Regions from separate parts of the Sus scrofa genome. Here region 2 is linked to region 1. Evidence: chromatin contacts called from public Hi-C data. All regions are on one chromosome and are shown on one strand. The core of a region is the stretch at or near the end of the contact, and the rest is flanking DNA. Distances in the headings are between cores, read along the strand shown.

Region 1 (7,630 bases), core at 2,792-5,291:
AGCCATGATGGGAACTCCATAAGTAACATTTTGAAATGACACAATTTTAGAGATGGAGATCAGATTTGCCATTGTCAGGGGTGAACAGAGGCAAACAGGAGGAAGGTGGGTGTGGTTATAAAAGAGCAACAAGAGGGATCTTGTAGTCATGGAACTGTTCAATATCATGATTGCCGCAGTGAATACACAAAACTACATGTGATAGATAGCATTGTATAGAACTAAATGTATATGCACACACACACAAATTAGTGCAAGTAAAACTATCTTTACAAAAGAGTTCAGTGGATTACATCAATACCAATATCAAGATCCTAGTTGTGATATACTAAATTCTGCAAAACATTACTACTTGGTATAGTCTACAGAGGATCTCTCTGTACTGTTTCTTATAACTGCTTGCGAATCCACAATTTTTAAACAGATACATCATCAAAGATATACAGAAATGGCAAAAGACCCACATGAAACAAACTGTGGTATTTCTAACAACAGAAAGCAAATGGGCAATAATAAAAAATGAATTACTGATACGCACAAGCACATGGATGAATCTCTCAGATACTGTTACATAAAAGAAGCCACACACAAAAGAATACATACATACAGTATAAATCAAAACAGGGGTTGGCTAACATGGGTGGGAAGATTACCTAGAAGGGATACAATGCACCTAATGGGATAATGAAAATAAATATTCTATATTTTGATGGAGATCTTGGTTATAAGGATGGATCTTGGTTATTCTCAAAACTCAACTGGTAGGGAAAAGAATTTGAAAAAGAATACAAAATGCATATGTTCTTTTTCAAATCCTTTTCCTAACCAGTTCCGAGGGTATGTATGTGTGTCTGGCTTCTTTTATACATATGTATAATATGTATAACTGAATCACTTTGCTGTACAAAAACTAACGCAACATTGTAAATCAACTATATCCGATTAAAAAACCCCAAAAACTCAACCAGTTGAACTGTGCATCCTATTACATGCCTAACACAGTTAATTCAGTGGTATAGACAGTTTTCAGTTATGTGAAAAGTGTGAAGATAGTCCTTGAATGCCTATATTGGGGGTGGGATCGATCTAGAATATACAAACAACAAAGCACATAGAGTAGCATATAATAAGCATTACATCCAGGCCCTGCCTTCCTGGTCAGTGTTATCTTCTGAAGTCTTCACTTTAATATATGCTCAACCACCCCCGAACCAAATGCTTACAATTATCTCATGCCTCTGTACACTAATGCAGGACATCGATCTGTTAAATATGTCCCCTTTTGTGCCCCTAGTGAATTCCTACTTATTTTTCATTACTCATGACAAATATCGGCTGCCATCTATATAGACCTCCCTGCCCTTTCTCTGAGTTCTCATTAAAAGGAAGAGAAAAAAACATTTATTGAGTTAACATACATTAGACATTTTTATACATTACTTCATTCTACCAGCAGAATGAGAAAGTTAAATTAGTGCAACTTAATGACTGCTGGTGGGCTGATGTTATTGGCTACTTAAGGGCTGGAGAGGGAGGGAGGTGGAGCAGGTCATCCAGAAATTAGCTAAAGGTCAGGCTTCTCAGATCAACCAGCAGCTCAGGAGTTAGGGACTGACAGCCCGGAAGATACTCTATACATAGAGAAATACTGTTTGTTTTAAAGAAGAGTCAATCCTGAAACTCCTTGACTCCTCCAGGCCAAGGAAAACAAAAAACAAAAAAACCCCAAACACACTTAGATGTTCTTTTCGAACACTTACCTGTATTCTTTCTTGCCCTGTGGTAGAAACAGGCCCTGAAGCTCTACCACCATGCCTTCATGCAATAAACAGTGAGAAACAGGAATGCTAGGGGGAAAAAATTGAAATTGTATTTTAGGAGGCAAAGCATAGAGGCCAATATCCTAAAATTAAACCCAAAATATGGGCTTTAAACTTAAGGACCCATGTTTGACCTCCACTGGGTTTGCAGATCTCACACTTTTATGTACATTGCGCATTCCTGTGGGGAAAGAGCCAAGCTCTCATCTTTCACTCCCCCAAATAAAGCAGAACAGTAAATATATCTATATTTCTCTTGATGATCCAAAAGTGTGAAGCAATACTGTGCTACATAACCACTATACTGGGATACCTCCAGGCTGTGGATTTTCCCCAGATTCTTCCATCCTCTTTCCTCTGATAATCCATTAGCTGTCACTCAGCTTTGTCACACACCCACTCTGGTAAAACACTCTACTGATTTTCTTCATGCTTGTTGGTCTAAGTTTAATTCCTCCCTTCCAACTTCTTATTATGAAAGATAATTTATGTACAACATTTGAGAGTAAATAGTTTTAGGAGATGGTCTAAAATACTCTCACATGACCTGTGGCATTTTCTGTCTTTTTGCTTATATTCTGGTTACCAGACATATTCCAAGTAAGTCAAATTTATCAAGCAATCGTCTTTGAGTCAGTCAAATACCATTGTACTAGTTTGTACAGGAGTACATTCTTATAAGTAGTACTCTATAAAAAGGCATGTTTCTTTTCATTTAAAACAGAATCTTACACTTCCATTAATGTTTAGTTCTTATAAATCTGAATGTGCTTTTGTGTCTCATGAAACTTGAGCTAGGTACTGAACCTAAGAAGCCATGTATAGAAACTAGAAATAAATAGTAAACCCTGACATAATGACATGGTGTTGATAGCATCAGGGTTTTTTTTTTGTTTGGTCCCTTCTCTAAGATTTAACACTGATTTAAATAAAATCATTTTGTATTTAATTAAACTGGATCCTAGTAATTTCTGTCAAATGAAAAAACAACTTACAGAAGGCAAAGAAAATATTTTACTAAAAATTTATTTTCTACATCTGAAAAAGGATAAAAATCTCCCACTTAGTTTCAAAGCATAACAAAAATACAAATCATCTAAATCATGTGGGGGAAACATGAGAAGCTAATGTATGTGTTGAAAAAAACATTATTTTCCAATATTGATATCCATTATGTGCCTTACATGATATGTAGAAAAATACCTTTTCTCTACCAAGTTCAGTAGAAAGTAGGAAAAAAAATGGTTAAGATATAACAGTTTAAAATTTCGCATAGAGACTTCCAACATCTGGTACTGTGAAAACATTAACAACATTTTATGAGAACAGTATTAACTTTTCTCACTTCCAAAAAGAAGCTTAATATTTCTGGGTTTCACTTTCAGCTCTGTAAAAACCAGACTGCCGAATCAGATTTCTGATGTTTCTTTCAGCCTTAATCCCTAAAGTAACTTGTTTCCTTAGATTAACAATCTCACCACTTAAATGTAGAGAATCCTATTTTTAAAAGAGCCAGTCAATCCGACTACTATTAGTGCAAAGCTGGAGCCAGTTATTTTCTGCTACGCCTCTATGTCCTCACTTTAAATGGAGTAGGGGGTAATGTCTGATCAGAAGGGAGTGATCAAGGCTTGTCAGGCGAAAAAGAAACCGAGAACTGGAAAGGACCAGAAGGATCCAGATGTAGTCGATCCTCCATGTTATGAGGGAATTGGCTGCCCAGAGAGGCAAAGTAACCAGCCTTGGGTCACACTGCAATCAAGAGCGGGGCGTGTCCCTAACATGCCAAGTTGTCCTGAGATTACCAACTAATTAAAGGGCCATGGCTCCACAGACCAGGGGTCCCAGCTCTCCCAGTCCTAATGGCGCTGGCCAGAGGGGAGTCCGCGACCCCACCGGGGAGACGGCGCGCGGTCGCAGGGAATTGTGCCCAGCTCGAGACCTACTCAGTGGCCCTCAGAAAGTTGCATGTGTCCGCCGGGCACACGTAGAAGCTCTTTCCTTTATTCGGGCCATCGCGGACGCCGGTCTTCAGAAAGCATAAGGTGCCTGAGGAGAGAAGGTCGACAATAGTTAGGCCACGCTACAATGACAGATCCCGAAAGACCCTGGGACCCTGACCTCCTACCATGCTGCGGACACCTAACCACTTCCATCCTGCTCCTTCTTTCTCTTTCCCCAAGCTACCCCAACCCAACGCGTGCTTCCGCCTTTGACTCCGCCCTCCTCCTTCAGGAACCAATCGTCACCCACCTCCCCGAGTCTTAACCCCCATAATTCATCCCCGCGGCCTTAGTTACCCGCTGATGGCTATTATCAGCCAATCAAACGGTAGTTTGTTTCTCTCCAACCAATCACAGCCGTCCTCAGGTTTGCCTCGCGCCGAAATCGAACTGAGGCGAGGGGGAGGGTGGACTTGGTCTTTGGTTGATGGGGCGTGGCCGAAGCTGGAAAGAGTTTTGGAGGCTGGCGAAGCTTCCGGGCTTAGGGAAGCTTTGCTTTGCAGGTCCTGAAAGAGAAAAGAACAGGACTGTCAACGGGGAGACTCTAGCTTACATTTATTTAAGACCTAGAGGCGGCCCTAAAGGAAGCAGGCGTTAGAAACTGCAGAGAAGAGCTCTGCAAAGAAGACTCCCTTCTCCCGAAGGCCAAGAGCGCCTGGAATTTCATAGTCATCTGCGAGCTGGGTTGGTTGGTGGGCGCTCTGCCTTCTTGCTGGCTCTCTGGGGTGCGAGAGAGGGTCGGTGGGGGCATCCTTTAAAGCTACATGGTGAACTGACGGGACTATGGTAGAGCAAGCTTAAAGACTTTTCCAGGACCCCACAACCCAAAGTGCTTACCCATACACGTCTTGACCGTGGCTCAGAGGTTAATAAACCCGACTAGGATCCATGAAGATCTGGGTTCGATCTCGACAGCCTGGTGAGATGGGCATTTTACCGACCCGTAGACTCCTAGAACTTTGAGTAACTAACCCCAGGTCAGAGAATTAGTGAGTGGACCGTCTGCGGACAGGTGCCAGCGGACCACGCAGCTGCCTCCTGTGTGTACTGAATGTTCTCTAGGCGCTCAATAGGAGACCTGAGTTGGAAGTGTCACAGTGGAAACGACAGGGGAGAAATAGATGACCTTTGGTGAAAGGGAATTTAATTTGGTACATTTTTTATTATCAGACTTTTTCTACCAGTAGGCTTTTGTAATATTAAAAACCGAGGATAAGTTGAAAGAAAGGGGGCTATTTGAAATTGTAATCGGATCTCTTAGGCAGCAAAAAGAAACAGACATCAGACACTTATTGCAATAGAGATGGCTTCATCTTACAACTCTTTGGAACATATGTCCTGACATATGGTGTAGCATGTGCAGCTGTACTTACAGAGACAGTAGGACAGAAATTCTGCAAGTTCTAGGAAATCTGGGCTATATGATAGATGTAAATGTCATAGGGGATCCAGAGGAGGGAAGACAAACCTGAGGTGTCATTTTTTAATTAAACAAGTACTTATTAAATAGTTTTTTGTGTGTCCAGTGTGGGTGGACACTAGGTGCTTGAGAAATATAAAATTCATTTATTCATACACAAAGTTTAAGAAAACTATTCTAATCACAAAGAGCTTTCTCAGTATTTGGAGACTGAACTAGTACATACTGACACTTAAATAACAGTGTAAAATAGTATTATTTGTCTTTTTGCCTTTTTAGGGCTATGCCCACGGCATATGGAGGTTTCCAGGCTAGGGGTCAAATCAGAACTACAGCTGCTGGCCTACACCACAGTTCACCGCAACGTGGGATCCATAACCCACTGAGTGAGGCCAGGGATCGAACCTGCAATCTCATGTTTCCTAGTCAGATCCATTTCTGCTGCACCAGGAGGGGAACTCCTAAAATAGTATTTAAATGTCAAGATGAGTGGGGTCAGCAGTAAACTCCGTAGGACTAGATAAAGATATGTCTGGAAGCAAAGTGGAATTAGTTTATACATAACTATCTCCACTGTAACACTTATAAATGCAGAGATAAGAAAGGAACAAAAAACAGGCATTTTCATTATTCCAGATTATAATCCTTGCACGGAAGGAGTTCCCTTCGTGGCTCAGCGGTTAACAAACCCGACTAGGATCCATGAGGATCTGGGTTCAATCTGGGGCCTTGATCAGTGGGTTAAGGATCGTTGCCATGAGCTGTGGTGTAGGTCACAGACGAGGCTTAGATTCTGCGTTGCTCTGGTGGTGGCATAGACTGGCAGTTGTAGCTCTAATTCAAACCCTAACCTGGGAACCTCCATATGCCACAAGTACGGCCCTAAAAAAGCAAACACAAACAAACAAAAATCCTTGCACTGAAAGATTTTTATGAACGTATTTAATATATGCTGTATTAGGAGAAGTAGACCATGAATACTGTCATTCCAGGACAAGGGGCATGATAATTATTTCTTGAATAATAAATGTTTGAAACAAAAACAAAATAGGAGCCTCTTAAATATCCTGTTAAGGAAGAAGCTGTTCCTCTGCAAGTATTTTAATCCAGTACGTCAGGTCCAACTCCATGAAAGTATGCAGAGCCAAATCACAGAGAGGGGGAATATTTCTTCCATAAATTTGGGATTTGCTAGAACAAAATATTTAAGCTTTGGAAAGTTTATCCCATCTAATCATATTTATAAAAGTGAAAATACTCGGAGTTCCCATTGTGGCTTGGAAACCCTTTAATAACCCAACATAGCGTCTGTAACAATGCAGGTTTGATCCCTGGCCCCACTCGGTGGGTTATGGATCCCATGTTGCAGCAAGCAGATGTGGCTGAGATCTGGTGCTGCTGTGGCTCTGGTAGAGGCCTCAGCTGACCCTGCGATTCAACCCCTAGCCTGAGAACTTCCATATGCCAGAGGTGTAGCCATTAAAAAAAAAAAAAAAAAAAAAAAAGTAAAATACGAATAGGTTTTTTTTTTTAAGGTGGCCATAACATCAGCATAAATTACAGTGAATTATACAATATACCCTTTTTTCAAAATACATACAGTAGGAATGTGGCACAGCAAGTTAAGGATCCCGAGTTGCCACAGTTGTGGCACAGATTGCAACTTTGACAGCAGGTTCGATCCCTGGCCCAGGAAATTCTACATGCAGCGGGCATGCCCCCCTCCAAGAAAAACAAACAAACAAACAAACAAACAAAACAAAATACATACATGAGTGTGTGTATTTTAACTTTTTTTTGAGGGGGTGGGCTATGCCCACAACAGGCAGAAGTTCCCGGGCCAGGGATCAAACCCAAGCCACAAGCAGTAACAATGTGGAATCCTTAACTGATAAGTCACCAGAAAACTCTTTATATTGACTTATGACCTTAATTCATCTGTAGACTCTTGGCGAGCCCTTTGGTGAATGTGCCTTGTGGACCTCTGAGTAAAGTTGAGAGTTTGAGTTTGTTTTTCTTTAAAACTTGAATAAGTCAAAATGAATGCCTAGGCTAGGTCCTAGAGCTATACAGTCTAAATCCACAGGTAATGAGCCAATAAATTCTTTCTCCATGGGCTGGTCAAACGTAGAGCATGTGATGGAATTGTTCTAAAACTGGATGTGGTAATGGCCACAACAGGCATACACTTAGTCTCAGGGAACCGCACCCTTTAAATAGGTGAATTCTCTACTAAGTTATCCTTCAATAAAGTTGTTGAACACAAAGCTGCAATGTATAAGCAACGCCAAAACATCTGCATGGAAAATAAAATCTAAGATTAATCACCTGGATGTTTTGACATCTTAAGAAAATTAAAAGAAAATTAAAAGCTCAATCAAGGAAAC
Region 2 (7,630 bases), core at 1,444-3,943, 210 kb after region 1:
AGGTTCCTGCAGATGTCCGGATAGAGAGTTGGGTTGAGGAATTGGGTATATAGATAGAGCTGGAGACCAGGGAATCTGGGGTTAATAGATGCAAATTATTGCCTTTGGCATGGAGAAGCAATGAGATCCTACTGTATAGCACTGGGAACTATGTCTAGTCACTTATGATGGAGCATGAGAATGTGAGAAAAAGGAATGTGTATGTGTGACTGGGTCACCTTGCTGCACAGTAGAAAATTGACAGGACACTGTAAACCAGCTAGAATGATTGTTTATTTAAATATTTTTAAACCATTTAAATAAAATTCAGATATTTAAAATGATTTGAAAAATCATTTTTAAAAAAATATCTGGAGACCAAGAGGCCTAGAATGGGAATATAGTTTGGGGATGCTCTCTCCATTAGATGGTAAATGAGGACATGGTAGGGTGAGCAATAAAAATAGCTTTTGACAGGGAACTATAGCCAGTCTCTTAGGATAGAACATGATGGAAGATAACTTGAGAAAAAGAATGTGTGTGTATATATATATACATACATATATGCATGACTGGGTCACTTTGCTGTATAGCAGAAATTGGCACAACATTGTAAATCAACTATACCATAATTTAAAAAAATAAAAATAGAATCATTTTATGGAAGGATTAAAAAAAAAAAAAAAGAGGGAGAGAGAGAGCTTGTGCACTAGAGAGGAATAGCCCAGCATTAAATCACGCCTTCATTATTTATGGGTGGCATGACCGTAAGTTAATCTGTGACCTCCGTTTTCTCATGTGTAAACTTGGGGATGCTCATGCTGACCTCACAGCGTTAACAAGCATTTAGAGTCCCTAGTAGCTTGTCTGGAACATAATAAGTGGTCAATAAAAGGTAACAACTCTTGGATGAGTAAATAAAATCACAGAGGGAGAGTGTGTACAATGAAAAGGAAGCAGGATGAGGCTGGAACCCTGGAGGACAGCAACACTCCAGAGATAGGTAAAGAAGTAGAAGCCAGCAAAGGGACAAGAAGGAGGTGCCAAGGAATCGAAAGACGGAAGGATCCTGGAAGCAAAGGAAAAAGATCCTTTCAAAAAGGAGATGGATGGAAGTTCCCCTGTGACATAGCAGGTTAAGGATCCAGCATAGCCACAGCTGAGGCACAAGTCACAACAGTGGCACAGGTTCAATCCCTGGCCAGGGAACTTCCATATACTGGGGGTACGGCCAAAAACAAAAACAAAAAGATAGATTTGCCGGTATCAATACCTAGATGACATCCACAGGAAAAAAAAATACAATAGCGGAGGTCCTGCTGTGGCAAAATGGGATTGGGATCAGCAGCATCTTGAGAATGCTGGGTCACAGGTTCAATCCCCGGCCCTGCACAGTGGGTTAAGGATCTGGCATTGCTGCGGTTGCAGCCTAGGTTGTGACTCGCAGCTCAGATCTGATCCCTAGCCCGGGAAACTCCATGTGGGGCAGACAAAAATGAAAAAAAAAAAAAAATGTAATGGCAAATAAATATATGAAGAGATTCTTAATCCCGCTACAGAAGTACAAATTAAAATGATAACAAGATTTTACTTTCTGCCATTAGATTGGGAAAGATGGTGAAGCTTAAGTAATACCCAGTGTTGGCCAATGTATGGGAAACAGATGCTCCCAGGCAAAATGGGAACGTACATTTATGTCACAGTTTTTTTTGCCAATTTATTTTTTTAATTTTTTAAACATTTTTAAAAGTTTTTTATTATAGTTGATTTATAATCTATCAATTTCTGCATGTCATATTTTAAAGAGCAGTTTGTCAAAACATATCTAAATTGTGCAGGCACATGCTCTTGACCTAGGCCTTGCACTTCTGAGAGTTTACAACAAACTCACAGGTATCCAAAGATTTATCTTCAGTGATATTAATTATCACATTGTTTAACACAGTAGGAGAAAACTAGAAGCAACCTAAATGTTCATCAAAAAGGCACTGGCTAGGAGTTCCTGTTGTGGTTCAGCAGAGAAGAATCTGACTAGTATCTATGAGGACACGGGTTCCATCCCTGGCCTCACTTGGTGGGTGAAAAATCCCCTGTTGCTATGAGCTGTGGTGTAGGTTGCAGACATGGCTCAGATCTGGTGTTGCTGTGGCTGTTGTATAGGCCAGTGGCTACAGCTCTGATTCAACCCCTAGCCTGGAAACATCCCTATGCCATAGGTGTCTCCCTAAAAAGACTCCCCCCCCAAAAAAAAGGCACTGGCTAAATAAAAAATATAGTGCATCCTTCAAACTCAACTAGGTGGTTGGGAGAAGCTCAGAAGTGGGATGGGTAGGCAGAAGCCCTGGAATAGGTATGGCCAGAGTTACTGAGACTCTGTGTGTGTGTGTGTGTGTGTGTGTGTGTGTGTGTTGGCAGGCAAGGCTAGGGAGGAGAGATAAGTTGAACATGGTTTTGTTTTCTTTAAGAGAGAGGTGCTGATCCCAGGCATTGTGACCTGCCTCCCCAACCCCATCAGTCTTTAATAATACTTTACGCATCAGAATGTATTTGGTATGATTGGGTTTCTTATAACTGTCCCTTGGCCAGGGGCTGAATTTTGTGACAAGCATGACATGGGACCAAAAGAGAATCAAGCCATACCCATGAGGTAGACAGCCAGCATTTGGGTTGTATACAATACTTGGGTATGGGTACAGATTCCGTGGAAGTGTATGCAAAAATCTGTTATCAGGGTGACCTCTGGGAAGTGAGACTGGGGATGAGTGGAAATGGATTTTACTCCTGAGTTTATGTCCTCCTAATTCACTGGCATTTTTACTTGAAAAACGATTAAAAATCACCACTCCAACAATATAGTTGGGGGCTAATAACAACTCCTAACCAGCTGAATCGAGTCTCAAGTTTTTCCCTGATTTTGATTTGATACTTGGATATCTTCAGATATCTACACAGTGACTTTTGCAGAGATGTACAGGTGAAAAGACAATGCCTGCAAAGTTTTGAATGTGACGCTTGCCTGGAATTACATAACTCATGCATTAGAGGAAAAGGAGTGTTTGCTGTTTTCTTGGCACCTCATAGTACTCAACGGATGTTTATGACTTTAGGAGTATTTAAAAGTATTTAAACCTTTGTCCAGAGTTAAGATATACACCTATACTCTCATTTAACTAAATTTTAAGGGAACCATTAGTCAGTTCATTGTGAACTGCTGCTATTATAGTAATCCTCTACTCTGTATTTGGCATAAATACTGCACTGTTCTCCTAACTGATGTCCTGTGTGATTCATTAAACCCAAACAAGGCATTAGAGGTCCAACACTCTACACCCACGCAATTCTTAGTAGTTACGTATATGCTATTTTCAGGACATTTGAGACTCACTTTTTACTGCAATTCTGAAAGGTTACCCTTTAATTCAGCTCCCGAGGAGGGAGGTGCCTTTCACAAACTTCAGAAGTCCCTGTTGGAATCCCAGGACTGAAATTTTCCATTTTGAAGGCAGCGTCATTGTTTGTAGTGCTGTTCCCCCAGGCAGGCTGGAAGCAGAACTGGAAATGATCACGGCTTGTCTGGCAGGAGAAGTCCCACACAGCTGTTCCAAGTGATGCAAACTTTCCTGGCTGCACGAGCAAGACCCTCTGTGAGCCGGGGTTCCCGGGCCGTGTCCGCCCATCTGGATGGTTCATCTCCATTTCCTCCACAGAGACTGCTCATGGCCATGACAGCCACCAGATTTTATTTTTAACTTTCTCTCCCACCAGTTTATGGTAACACTTTTCAAACATTCAGAAAAGTTAAAAAAAAAAAAAGTGTACCAAGATTCTTTTTTTTTTTTTTTTTTGTCTTTTATTATTGTTGTTGCTATTTCTTGGGCCGCTCCCGCAGCATATGGAGGTTCCCAGGCTAGGGGTCGAATCGGAGCTGTAGCCACCGGCCTACACCAGAGCCACAGCAACGCAGGATCCGGGCCGCCTCTGCAACCTACACCACAGCTCACGGCAACACTGGATCCTTAACCCACTGAACAAGGCCTGGGATCGAACTCGCAACCTCATGGTTCCTAGTGGGATTCGTTAACCACTGCGCCACGACGGGAACCCCCCCCAAGATTCTGATATTGACATTCTTCTCTGTTTTGTCACATGTCCAGGCCTCCTGTTTTTAGTACCAGGAGTGTTCTGCCACCACGCTGGTCCTAGTGGCCCCAGAACTCTTTCTCTGAGCTCCGTGGCAACGATAGACTTAAATGTACAACTTAGTAAGTACTTATATTCAAAGAGACACTAACATTTGATACCTCTTGTTTGCCAGGCCCTGAGCAAGACACGAGGTACTTTTACACATATGATCATCTAATTTTTAAGATTCCAGGGAAATAGAATTTGTTTTTTTCTTTTTTTTGGCTGCCTCTGTGGCCTATGGAAGTTCCTGGGCCAGGGATCAGATCTGAACCACAGTTATGACCTGCGCTGCAGGTGTGGCTACACTGGCTCCTTTAAGCCATCAAGCCAGCCCTGGGATTGAACCTGCGTCCCAGTGCTGCAGAGACACCACCAATCCCATTGCAAAATAGTGGTAATTCCTTTTTTTTTTTTTTAACTGCTGTTTTTGTTTTGTTTTGTTTTCCTGTTTTAGCTATGGGTATTATCATCATTCTTAACAGCAAAGAAATTTGAGACACAGAGAGGTAAAGGAACTTCCAAAGTTATTTATAGCTAAAACTATTTCTATAAAAGAAGCCATTAGAAATGAAATAGCTTATCTTAAATATTTAAGACAAAGTAAATAATTATATTTAAGTGCTCTTGTTAGTGTTTAAATAATACACTGGCAGAATTATGTTGCAGTCATTAAACGTGTGTTTCAGAGCGAGATGTTTGAAGTGGTTGTTTGCACGAAGCCATCTTGACGTGACTGTTCAGATGTCTATAGCGAGTCCCCAAGGAGGTTTGTTCTTGTGTTCAGTTTCTGTAGCTGTTATTTAATGTCAGCCGTTTTAGTTATAGCACTTCGTCCTCCCCCCCCTCCAAAGAGTCAAAAGTGTCTCGTTTGTTTTCCAGTGTTGCTTGATGAAAATTCATGGGTACCGCTGACTTTGTGTAAATAATCTAATAGAGAATTCTGGACAGCAGTAGAAAATACTATGCCGTTTCATACTCATTTTACTAGCCTAAAAATAAGCCATAAAACTTCCGGTTATTAACAGCTGTTGTGGAGCCTCTCTGCTCCCACAAGCCACAAAACAACAAGGTACACCAGGGATAATGGCAAGCATTTAAAAGTGCCACAAGGAAAAACTCTCTTAACCATTGTCAGTTAGTGCTGACGTAAGGGATGGATGCTGGAGCGTGAGGAGCTCTGCAGAAACGGGTGACCGAGGTGGCCACGAGTGAGCTGTGCATTGCCCAAGACCAGCCCTGAAAGCTCTCCACTTTTTTCCATGTTTATAGAGGTCCCTGATAGACAACTAGTCTGGGTATGACAGCCTAAATTTATAAGGCACTTGATAATTAACAAAGCGCTTTTCTAGAAATTATGAGACTTGAATTTTCAACAACTAAGAAAATACCAGATAGGTGGCATTGTTCCCATTTTTCTAAGGCTGAGAAGTTAGATGACTTAACCAAGATGATCGAGCTTTTTGTGGTAGTTGTTTTTTGGCTTTTTAGGGCCACACTTGTGGCATATGGAGGTTCTCAAGCTAGGGGTCGAACCAGAGCTGTAGCTGCCGGTCTATGCCACAAGCCATAGCAACGTGGGGTCTGAGCCATGTCTACAACCTGCACCACAGCTCATGGCAACCCTGGATCCTTAACCCATTGAGCAAGGCCAGGGGTCTAACCCACATCCTCCTGGATACTAGTCAGGTTCGTTACTGCTGAGCCACAGCAGGAACTCTAATCCAGCGTTTCTTCTACCTCCCCAGGTGAAATGGGATTTAGGAATCAAGGGCTTGGATCTGAATCGCATTTCTGCCTCCCGCTAGCTCCAGGCCTCTGGCTTAACCACTCTGAAACTGTTCCCTGTGAGAAAAAGATAATAAAACCTATCTTGTAGGCTTGAAGTTAGAATTGTGTTAAATTATGAATGGGAAGTGCTTTATGAAACTGCAGTATATGATGTGAATTTGGTTATTATTAATATGCAGATAGTATGTCATCTGGGGTAACATATATTTTACTTCATTAAACATTTCATGACGCATTTTTAAACATACATTAAGTGTGTTTGAAAAAAATGAATATATTTATAAAGAACCTCCACATACCCCTCACCTAGTGTCACCATTTATCAACTTAAGACCAACTGCACTTTATAACCTCTACTCTCCCACACTCTGCTAGATTATTTTTAAAACAATCCCTGGCTTTATTTCATCTCATTCAAAAATACTTAAATATATATCTCTAATAAATAACGACTCTTTAAAAAATATATCCGTCATACCATTATCACATGTAGAAGAAATCAACAATAATTCTTGGAGTTCCCGTGGTGGCGCAGTGGTTAATGAATCTGACTGGGAACCATGAGGTTGCAGGTTCGATCCCTGCCCTTGCTCAGTGGGTTAACGATCCGGCATTGCCATGAGCTGTGGTGTAGGTCGCAGAGGCAGCTCGGATCCTGCGCTGCTGTGGCTCTGGTGTAGGCGAGTGGCTATAGCTGCGATTCGGCCCCTAGCCTGGGAACCTCCATATGCCGCAAGAGCGACCCAAGAAAAGGCAAAAAGACAAAAAAAAAAAAAAAAAAAAAATCTTAATTCCATCTAATAGTCAGTCCCCATAAAAATCGTTTATCTCATAAACAGTTATTTTATCTGAATCAGGATCCAAAAAATGTACACATATCATTTTGGTGATATTTCTCAAGTTTTTTAATTTATTTTTTTATTTTTAATTTTATTCATTTATTTTTGTTATGGCTGCACCTTGGAAGTTCCCAGGATAGGGGCTGAATCAGAGCTGCTGCTACAGCCACAGCAAAGCCAGATCTGAGCTGCATCTGCAACTTACACTGCAGCTTGCAACTCTGGATCCTTAAGCTGCTGAGTGAGGCCTGGGGTCAAACCTGCAGACTCATGGACACAATATCAGGTTCTTAACTCTCTGAGCCACAACAGAAACTTCTCAAGTCTTTGAAAATTTATATTATATTCTTCCTCACTGTCCTATTTTTTTTTTTTTACTTGCAATATATTTGTTGAAAAAATTGGGTAATTAGTCCTACAAAATCATCCATATTTTGGATTTGGCTATTGTATTTTCATGGTGTCTTTTACATATTCTTCTATCCCCAGTGGTTTATATAAACTTGTGATTATATCTGGAGGCTTGATCAGTTGGAGATTAAACTTTTGGCAGAAGTGTTTCATGGATGGCACTGTCTCCTATTCCATCACAGCAAGAGGCATATCATGTTTGGTTGTCTATTTTTGTGAATTTTTTTTTTTTTTGGTCTTTTTGCCATTTCTTGGGCCGCTCCCTCGGCATATGGAGGTTCCCAGGCTAGGGGTCCAATCGGAGCTGTAGCCACCAGCCTACACCAGAGCCATAGCAACGTGGGTTCCGAGCTGTGCCTGCGACCTACACCACAGCTCACGGCAACGCTGGATCCTTAACCCACTGAGCAAGGCCAGGGATCGAACCT

What was found. A called contact is a pair of places that touch in the nucleus more often than the background predicts.
Region 2: a Hi-C map of mesenteric adipose tissue shows a contact between it and region 1, with 1.7 times the contacts expected there. The contact joins the enhancer-like site here to the promoter of TTF2 in region 1. A contact is called at or near these places in 16 of 47 Hi-C or Micro-C datasets (alveolar macrophages, blood, brain and 10 more) and 2 of 2 datasets of contacts at active chromatin or transcription factors (alveolar macrophages and skeletal muscle).

What each region holds. Positions count from the first base shown.
Region 1 is chr4:103,672,437-103,680,066 of Sscrofa11.1, forward strand. TTF2 (transcription termination factor 2) reads right to left here and starts at 4,042. Exons shown (of 23, transcript XM_001929357.7): 1 at 3,949-4,042; 2 at 3,767-3,869; 3 at 1,761-1,847. The coding sequence starts at 3,976.
Region 2 is chr4:103,887,213-103,894,842 of Sscrofa11.1, forward strand. No RefSeq gene overlaps it. Among named protein-coding and RNA genes, the nearest start is that of PTGFRN, 56 kb to the left of the region's middle. Within about 2 kb of position 2,694, at least 21 of the 83 cell types and tissues checked have an H3K27ac peak or open chromatin away from gene starts, as enhancers often do. A contact at or near this core is called in embryonic fibroblasts, fetal skeletal muscle, mesenteric adipose tissue and 1 more, where this site is marked.